2 separate regions of the Bombyx mori genome follow, and region 1 is linked to region 2. Evidence: chromatin contacts called from public Hi-C data. All regions are on one chromosome and are shown on one strand. Each heading gives the region's core, a stretch centred on a gene start, on an enhancer-like site or on the middle of the called end of the contact. The rest is flanking DNA. Distances are from core to core; before and after follow the strand shown.

What was found. Hi-C and Micro-C count contacts between places; a contact is called where the count stands out from the background.
Region 1: a Hi-C map of whole pupa shows a contact between it and region 2, with 2.4 times the contacts expected there. The contact joins the enhancer-like site here to the promoter of LOC101735390 in region 2. A contact is called at or near these places in 2 of 7 Hi-C or Micro-C datasets (midgut and whole pupa).

Annotation. Positions count from the first base shown.
Region 1 is chr16:8,560,295-8,564,982 of ASM3026992v2, forward strand. All of the region lies in intron 3 of LOC101735390 (optomotor-blind protein), which reads left to right. Among protein-coding and RNA genes, the nearest start is that of LOC134200339, 87 kb to the right of the region's middle. Within about 2 kb of position 1,812, at least 6 of the 8 cell types and tissues checked have open chromatin away from gene starts, as enhancers often do.
Region 2 is chr16:8,465,032-8,469,849 of ASM3026992v2, forward strand. LOC101735390 (optomotor-blind protein) reads left to right here and starts at 1,647. Exons shown (of 7, transcript XM_038016614.2): 1 at 1,647-2,235. The coding sequence starts at 1,916.

The sequences.
Region 1 (4,688 bases), core at 562-3,061, 95 kb after region 2:
AAGCATAATGTTTGTAATTCAGCGATAAATGTAATAATAAAATATTATTAATATACCCTGGCGGCCATTGCGAGGCGTGACGTAATAGCTTAAGCCTCTTCCACACTGAACACTAATCCGACGTTTCTATTGTTTGTGCACCCCTTGGAACGCACCCTAGTTTAGTTCCGAGATAATTTATTTATGTTTTCAATGTACTGTAAGCTTTAGGATATAAGGATGAGAATCGATTGTATCAGAATTTTTTCGTTTGGATTCATTGGTTAACATGATGTTTCCAAGTTTGCGATAGTTTCTGTGATTATTTGTTGTAACAATTTTTTGTCTGAACAACAAATGCTACCTCTATTTTGATTAAATTTGGTTCATTGCTATGTTATACCCTAAATATAGATACAATGCTGAAATGGGTCTATTATTTGATTCTTTAGTCGGCGATAACCCATACGAAAGCTTTTACGGCCAGAAGATCGTATCTGATCTGTCTGACTGGCAATTAGAAGACATCGTTATCATTAACAGCCTATTTTAGTCCACTGCGGGACCAAGGACCTCTCGCAAGGCAAGTCACGTGACCCGATCCATGAACTACCCACTATTCTTCGCCACCCGACTTTGGAATGTAGCTATTTTCTTCCACTAAACGCAACAACATGTTCATGTCAAACTCTCGTAATGAACTCATCATTTAGCTATTACGATAACTCATACAATTATTTCTTTTTTTTTTTAATAAAACATACTTTACCTACTTTAAAATATTTTTACTGAGGAATCAATAACCCAAATAAAGAATTTATTTGTTGTTTAAAAAACAACATTACTGGGCTCAGGATCGTTAGTCTGTTTTTATTTTTTTATTTCCCTTGTTAGCAGATGAACATACGGCCCACCTGATGGTGAGTGGTTACCGTCGCCCATGGATTTCAGCAATGCTAGGCGTAGAGCCAAGCGGCTGCGTACTGTTTTTTCTTTTAGGTCATAAATAATTCGTTAGATATTCATAATGATAATCGATTGTTACTATTAATCGTAATCGTAACAGTTTCATCCCTGTGTCAATTGAGGCTTGATAAGATACCTCGACGGAAGACAACGGTATGACTGTGTATCCCTTGCATTGCTTACATCCATGAGCACTAGAGACAATAATTCCTTTGCATTAGAAAACAACAAAAATTAACAGTACCCCTTATAAACCTTTTTCTTTCAATTTCAATCGTTTAGTAAGAAGCTGGCTAGTCCTTCATGAAGCACTAATAATTCGTTGTGGTTCGAAGTTTAAATTCGCAGGGGGTACCTACCTAAGTTAACTTTAAGTATATTTACTTGAAAACATGCCAAAAACGCCGAGTGTGTAAATAGTTTTATGTACATGCAAATTTACTGACAAAACAACATTTACATTTTACAAAGCAATGATTTCGTCGATTCATTGTCTCTTCATTAATTCTAAATAATTTTAACATAGTATATAAATAAATAGCAATGCAATATAGTTCTTTAGCAGGCGCACTATAGTCTGAAATAAGTTTAAAAGGAATGGAAATTGGGAAAACAGTTAACATAAAAAAAATGTATCACAAAGAAATTCGAAGATGGGTTATCCTTAACAATAAAAACAATTCGATGACTTAATTTTACTCTAAGAAAACATACCAAAGCATCATCATATACATAACTAGAAAATAACAATATCGGAACATCACCTTTCGACTTGATGACTATGAATGACAACTCTTAATGGCCCAACAAAATGTCAGCCTATACAAATGTGTGATATCGCCCTTACTCACCGGTACAAGGGTGTCAATGAGATTACGAATGGCGCCTCGTGATTGGTCAAACTGGTTGACGTCACAGGCATCCGGTCACGCCCCGCACGGTCGAATTACCGGATCAGTATGTCCGGCATTACTGGCGTCGAGGATAACATCGGGAAATTGACTATTGGGGTATTCGGCCAAACACCAAGCTACTCGACTATTCGCGCAGTAATTTTTCGCATACGATACAAGCTTATCGTTCTTGAGAAACCACAGACGTTCTGATCAGAAGACCGGTCTCTACAAGCTTGTAGGTGCTTACCAAATTTGGGCGTTCAACAAGGCTGTTTGATCAACAAGTTTTGGATTTTTTTTTAAAGTCCTTATTTATCAAACCGTATTACGGTCTTTAACGTTGAATTACCCACAGACACAGCCCACTGAATTTCTCGCCGGATCTTCTCAGTGGGTCGCGTTTCCGATCCGGTGGTAGATTCTGCAAAGCGCTGCTCTTGCTAGGGCCAGTGTTAGCAACACTCCGGTTTGAGCCCCGTGAGCTCACCTATACGTTAGGGCGAAGCTTACCCTCTTAAGGCTATCAGCATAGGTAGGAGATAAAAAAAGAGGTTGAATGGGGCAGGGACCGAAGCTCCTACAAGGTCCCCGCGACTGGGGACGCACAGGGTATCTGTCACTAGATGGTCTGCAGATGCTGGAAGCGGACCGCGGGCCCAAGGATGGAATTAAGGGCCTACTCACTAAACGATCAGAACCCAGAAGGGGCAAGGGGGTTACCGCAGTCAACACTGTTAGTGGTTACACAACAGATGCCTCACACCAAATTCTAAACGTTATTTAAAAAGATGAATAAGTCTATTGTGAATTTTTTTTATTGCGTAGCTGGGCGGACGCTCACAGCCCACCTGGTGTTAAGTTGTTACCGGAGCCCATTGACATCTACAACGTAAATACCACTACCCACCTTGAGATATGAGTTCTAAGGTCTCAGTATAGTTACAACGGCTGCTCTATCTTTTAAACCGAAACGCATTACTGCTTCACGGCAGAAATAGGCAGGGTGTTGTGCCATACAGCAAACACATTCTAAGGACAAGATCCTAATCCTATTCTCAAAGGTTTGAATACGAAATTTTACACATTGTAAGAAAACGATACAATAGCAAATACTATCGAAAATCTTTCTGTAAGAATAACTGGAAATATCTTAAAGGACACACATTTATTGGAAATACGTTCCCGCGACTCTCCATTGATGGTACTATTTTATAAATCTATCTCCTGACTGAGCCCTTGACTTCGCCCACCCATCTTGGTGAAGCTGGATAAATCTTTAGGCCAGCTAGATCCATCCATAGAAAAGCCAACAACGAATCTATAAAATTCGTTTGAATATGCTTTGCGCAAAATGCCTTCACTAAACAAATTGAAAGATATAAATTATTATGATGTTCCAATACTTACTATATAATTTAAGAGTCATTTGAAATTTTCTCGTCTATCTGAATTACAGGCATTATTATTTAACGGGCTCCCACCACAATTCTAGCCGTGGTCATGACGCTTGCAACACACCGAATTATCGGAAACTAATCAAATGTGTAGGTAATTCGCGGTAAGAACCCGTATGGCTAACATTTCGTTCTGACATAGTCGTATCCTGGACAGTACTGATAAACGTAATAGCTTGATTAATGATCTAAGCAACTTTACTGAATTTGGAATAAATTATAACTAAATCATGAAATGTCAGGTACGAAATATTATAGTTATAAAAAAAAAGGTAATACGGAGTATACTGAAAATCAGCTATTTAAAACCGCCATAAGGAACAAACAACAAACAAACGCCGACGGAATCTGCTTTTTCCTGTTAAACATTTTAAAAAAAAATCACATGATACACATTGTCTCCGAACAACACAATATGCTTTCGGTTCTCTGAGGTCATCAAAGTCTAGAAAGTTATAGCCGCATTCCCGGGGTGGCGCGACCATCTCTGCTCAGGCTTAGGGCCACTGTGGACCCGCGTAATTGGCCCTGGCGCCTGTCTGCTGCTATAGTTTTACTCCTTTTTTGACCTCGGGCGATCGTCCCACAATTTTTTTGTTCGACGCTTGTTGGTTTTGAGAATTAGCATGTCTTATTAGCATAGCTGTCGTGATAACCGTGATTGCTGTTTTAACAGCTCGGCGGTTTGAACCGAGTGTGGTATAAGCGAACTTTTTTTTTGATGTTGGTAATTCATCGTAAAATTACAATAAAATATTCTTAGTAAATTGAAAGGAAGTAAACAAGTATACTAAAAAAAGGAATAGCTTTGCGAGTTTCAAGATAATTTTTCATATTTTCAGAATAAATGAACTTTTTAAAATGGTAACTATGAGATATGAAATGTTGAGTAGATCGTCAAGATTAGGAATTCTATTAAATCAGCTAAACGATACACCAAATTCTCAACAATTGCTTTCGACATGCGTTCGCGATGCTTCGAGAATCACAAAAAAATAACCAACAAAGCGCAAACAAAGGCCGACTGCGGCGATGTTTCCGTTAAAATATGCGTCTGCGCTCCGGTCACCGAATCGGTAATATTGTTAACAGGGAGTAAAATGACTACACAGGAAACCAAAAGGAGAATTATGCATCATCTCGGGAATTTCTCAATAAGACGTGTCGTGCGCGTGGGGCCGACGCGGGCGCCGCCCCGTGGCGCGTCGGTGGCGCCTCCAGCGAGCGCCCATCGTCCCTCTCGCTCGCGCACGGGTGGCCACCTCACGCGCACTCCAGCTAACCCTCGCTCACGAGTGAGGATCCTCATTTAAACACGGACCTCGCGACCTGTATCATTAATCTATTACCGTACGGTGGGCTCGTGTACGTGCGGTATACCTACATCTTCTTT
Region 2 (4,818 bases), core at 397-2,896:
CGTTATCGTCTCTCCATTGTGGAAAATCGTTCTTGAGTTTTTCATACAGAATAAGTTATGTCATGTTTATTACAACTAGAGGTCCCGCAGTAGTCGAAATTCGACTATAATTAATTGGATTTGTAAGTTTGTACACTATTATGATTGTATTTTATACTTCTATAATCACAAATTTCGCCAAGACTACACTATGAAAATTATTAACAAAGGCAAACAATATTTAATCTATTCTCAATTTGACAACAGACGTCAAGAACAAAAGTTTGACAATAAATAGTATGCATGCGTGTGTGCATTAAATACATGGTATGTAGTGTGTGTAATGTTTTCTTTATTGATTTAATGTATCTTTTATGCATTATTTAAAAAAAATATTAGCATTGTGCACTTCTCTGTATTCTTTATAAGTGTGGAAAATTTCATACTCCTCCGTCCGCGCAATTTTCGTAAAAAGACTTGTGTAGGTATATCTCAGATCACAAACCGAAATGCTACACCGATAAGCTTAAGAGTAATAACAACTTTTATAGACAGTTAATAAAAACTGTGCATTTTTCTTAAAACACGTAAACAAATCTAGGTACATAAAAATTTAAACGGCTATCGGAATAAATCATTTCCAATATTATTTCTGGACTTTAAAATTGTTTCAGCGTTCTGTAAATAGTTTTTTTACACGATCAAAGCGATTTACCTACGTTAAATTATTGCAACTTCTAGTCCGTTTTGAAGATTCCTGTAATACAAAAAAATATATTTTGTTTTTTTTTATACTCAATTCAGCCAGTATGATAGATTTTGGAAAGGTGTGACTTGAAATTTAGTTTGACCTGTTTGTAGTTTGACCTGGAAGCATAAAGAGAAATGATTCCTTTGAATTGTAATCACTCTATAATGATGCGTGAGAATGTCGCATACACATTAATAATATAGGTACGTTATAATAACTATCTAAATGTTGACCATAGACTTGTACTATCACAAAAGTATTGAACTGAATTTAAATAAAGTTTAGCTTTCACGATTTCAAGATATTGCCCCGAGAAAATAAGCCTTCCGAATTGATATTATTTAATTAATATGGTAAGTACACTAAAGCTAGATTTTGCATTTGAAATACGTTGTATGAAAAACAGATTCGAGAAAAACATTTTTTTGTTAAGCTTTAGTGGAAAAAACTGATTTTACGTAATTATAGTTTAAGAAATAATTTTAATGATATTTATAGTTTACCAATGTTAAGTAAATGTGACTTCAAAAACAACAAAAGAAACTCGAATAATTACAGTGAAATGACAACGGCGATTTTACTTCTCCCCAGAAGTTAAGTTAATACAAAAGTTTTAAAGGACGAACTGTCTACAAAGTTCAAGCACACGACTATTGTCTTTCTCTTATGTAGGTACGTATTTGGACCATTTTTAAGCCGAGAACGCCTGTGAGAACCTCGTGAGTTTCTCAGTATGAGGTCGCAATGTGGAGGGCCGAGTCTAGCATCGCACCACAAAAGATACATCGAGAACGTAACGAGCTCAATTGATGAAGGAACGGAAACGTGTCCAATTAGAAGGAGGCGGCGGGCGCGGCGGCGAGCGCGAGTGTCGCCCCCGCGCGCCGCATTAACCAGATTAGCGGAGCGCCCCTCGGCGAGGTGTGGCGGACACCTCGCGCCGCCGGGAAACAACGCGGCCCCGCCCGCCAGCGCCATTGGGCGGCGCGCGGCGGAGGGGTGTCGGACGCGGCGCCGCCGGCGGCCAGTCGTTTGACGCCTGCCGCGAGAGCGGTCGCCGCCACGGGACGAGCGAAAAGTGTCGCGAACGAGTCGCCGGTCGGCGCGTTATGGACGTTGCATGAGCGCGAGCCGCCGGGCACGCCGGTCGTGGAGCGCGCGCCGTGGGCCCCAGGCGGCGCGGGCATGCGCTTCGAGGGCGCGGAGCGGCGCGACGCCGTCGCCTTCCATCCGCTGCTGGCGCCGCGCCCGAGCGACTTCTCGGTGTCGGCGCTGCTGACGGCGGGCGCGCTGCCGCCGCCGCCTTACTTGCCGGCCGCGTTGGCCGCTGCCGCCGCGCTGTCCGCTCCCTGTCCTCTGCTCAAGCCTCCGCCGCCGCCGTACGCGCCTCTACCGCCTGACGACGACGGTGTCGTCGACGATCCTAAGGTCACCCTTGAAGGCAAGGACCTCTGGGAGAAGTTTCACAAGCTCGGCACCGAGATGGTGATCACCAAGAGTGGCAGGTCAGTACGGCCCCGTGACGCGATCCGCCTTTGCTCATTACTGTGATGCGTGCTCGAGATGTTTTAACGTGATTAGTGTTGTGAGTGATATCGTCCACTGCATACCTATATTATAGATGGTACGACTGGTAAGTAACGAACCTCTAGGGCTGTAGAATATCGAATAAAACAAAAACTAAAAAAATAAGCATCACTGTGCGATTGTTTACAAATACATTACTTGTTTACTTTAGGCCAATTTCAAAACGAAAGACTAATAACTAAAAAAAGACACGGCAAAAAGTAATTTATTCATATAACCGAAAAGGAAAAACTGGCACAGAATATTACAACTTTTAATAAAGTTAAAATCGAAACTCATCCACACAAAATTATAGGCTTAAAATTGTAGTTGAAATGTGTATTGCTAACAAGCAAAAAACATAACTGCAACATGTAATTAACTATTGTTTACTTACAACAACGATATTATATTATCGGGTTATAAAATAAATAATTTCTGGTTTACTGAACAACACTGATGTGATTCGAAGCGATGTATTTAGGATTTATAGGCGCATTTTTTCATCAAGCTTCTGGCCGCCGCTCCCGTGCTCTACTTGCAACTGGGTGACAATAATTATGTCAAATAATGAAAAATCATGAATTTCACTGATTATTTTATATTCGATAAATCTTATGGATAAAAAGTGTGACATTGAAATGTTAAATTTCGTAAAAACAAATCCAACGTATACTATTTTGTATGTTCAATGACGTTTTGTTAACCAAACTCGCATTGCAGTTTTGATTGATTTATTTTAAACAACCAATTGAGTCCAATCATTTAGTACAATCTGAAGGTTTGCATTGCAATTTAGACGTTGTTCCACAATAGATTTATTGACAGAATAAACAAATGATTTGAATGAAATGATTTTTTTTTATTTTATACTCAAATCAGCCAGTTAGTATGATAAATTTTGGAAAGGTGTGATTTGAAATTTAGTTTGACCTGTTTGTAGTTTGACCTGGAAGCATAAAGAGAAATGATTCATTTTGAATTGTAATTTATTTATTTATTTAGACACACCAACAGCAATACACACAAAACATTCAAGCTTAAAATTAACATGTATATAATTGAGTACTGGTATGTAAGCCAGTTACAGGCATGTACAGCAATCTCTTATAACAAACTATGACATGTTACAGCAATTTTACAAACAGCGGAAAAATAGCCTAAATTTATATGTTAACAGTACGACAAAAAAAATTATATTTGAAAGTAATATAATAAATAAAGTAATCACTCTATAATGATGCGTGAGAATGTCGCATACACATTAATGATATAGGTACGTTATAATAACTATCTAAATTTTGACCATAGACTTGTACTATCACAAAAGTATTGAACTGAATTTAAATAAAGCTTAGTTTTCACGATTTATTGTTCCACATTAGATTTATTGACAGAATAAACAAATGACAGGCGCAACCGACATTGTAGTAGATTACTAATATTTGCAACTTGATAGAAGTCAATAAGATAAGATAGACAATGCTTGTTTGAAATAATCTGCAAGTCAAGTGTGCCTAAATGCAGGAATTTTAATTTTCTTTCCTTAATAACCACTCAAAGTTTTGCCAAACAATTGTCTTTGCCTCTGTAAATATTGGAAACTGCCTATTCGTTTTGGCCTATTACAACGAATCACATATTATTATACGTATTGATCCGTAAAATAACGATTGTAAAATGATCTAAATCGTTCATTCACGAAACATAAAGTGAAACCATCAAAACAGCTTTACAACAGTTGAAACAGTAAAATTAACTCGAACGGGAACACTTGAAGGGCTAAAATATCTGTGAGTCGTCCACAACTTTTGGAAGAGGGTTGACGAAACTTCAAAGAGGAGCCCACGGAAGGAAAAAAAGAACGAAGATGTTTTTTTTTTCGGAAGTTAAAGTGGCGAACATTATTGTGAAGGCGTCGGTCGACCTTTTCTCGAAAAATGCAAAGTTAAAAGTCTAAAAAACCAACAAAAACAAAGTTCTGCTCCTCTTCCGTATAGCGCGCTATTTCGAGGGAAATTAATTGTTGTTTGATTGACTTAGAAGACTGCGCTTGTAATTTCTATTGCATAGGTGAATGAACTCGTACTGGACGTCGTGTGGGTAGACCAATGAGGTGGACAGACGACCTGGTCTAAATAACGAGTAAAGACTGGATGCGAAAGGCAAGAGACCGAAAAGAATGGAGTGCATTTGAAAAGACCTACACCTAACACTGGATATACATGGGTTGAAGAAGAGAGAGAAGAGAGAGAGGTGAAAGAACTCGCGCACATGAATGCTACCACCTGTCTTGAGACATGTCTCAATAGCATGCCTCATGTAGCGGTTGTTACACTCCGAACTAGAACGCATTACTACTTCCCGGCAGAGATAGGCAGGGTAATGGTACCTAGTCTATCTACCAGTAAAATCATATCACATGTATCTTAGTGCCAAATACAGATCGGAAATTGTAAAATGAATAAAAATATCCGAGGAAAGTGATTTAGTTATTTTCAATTTATTAATATATACTTACA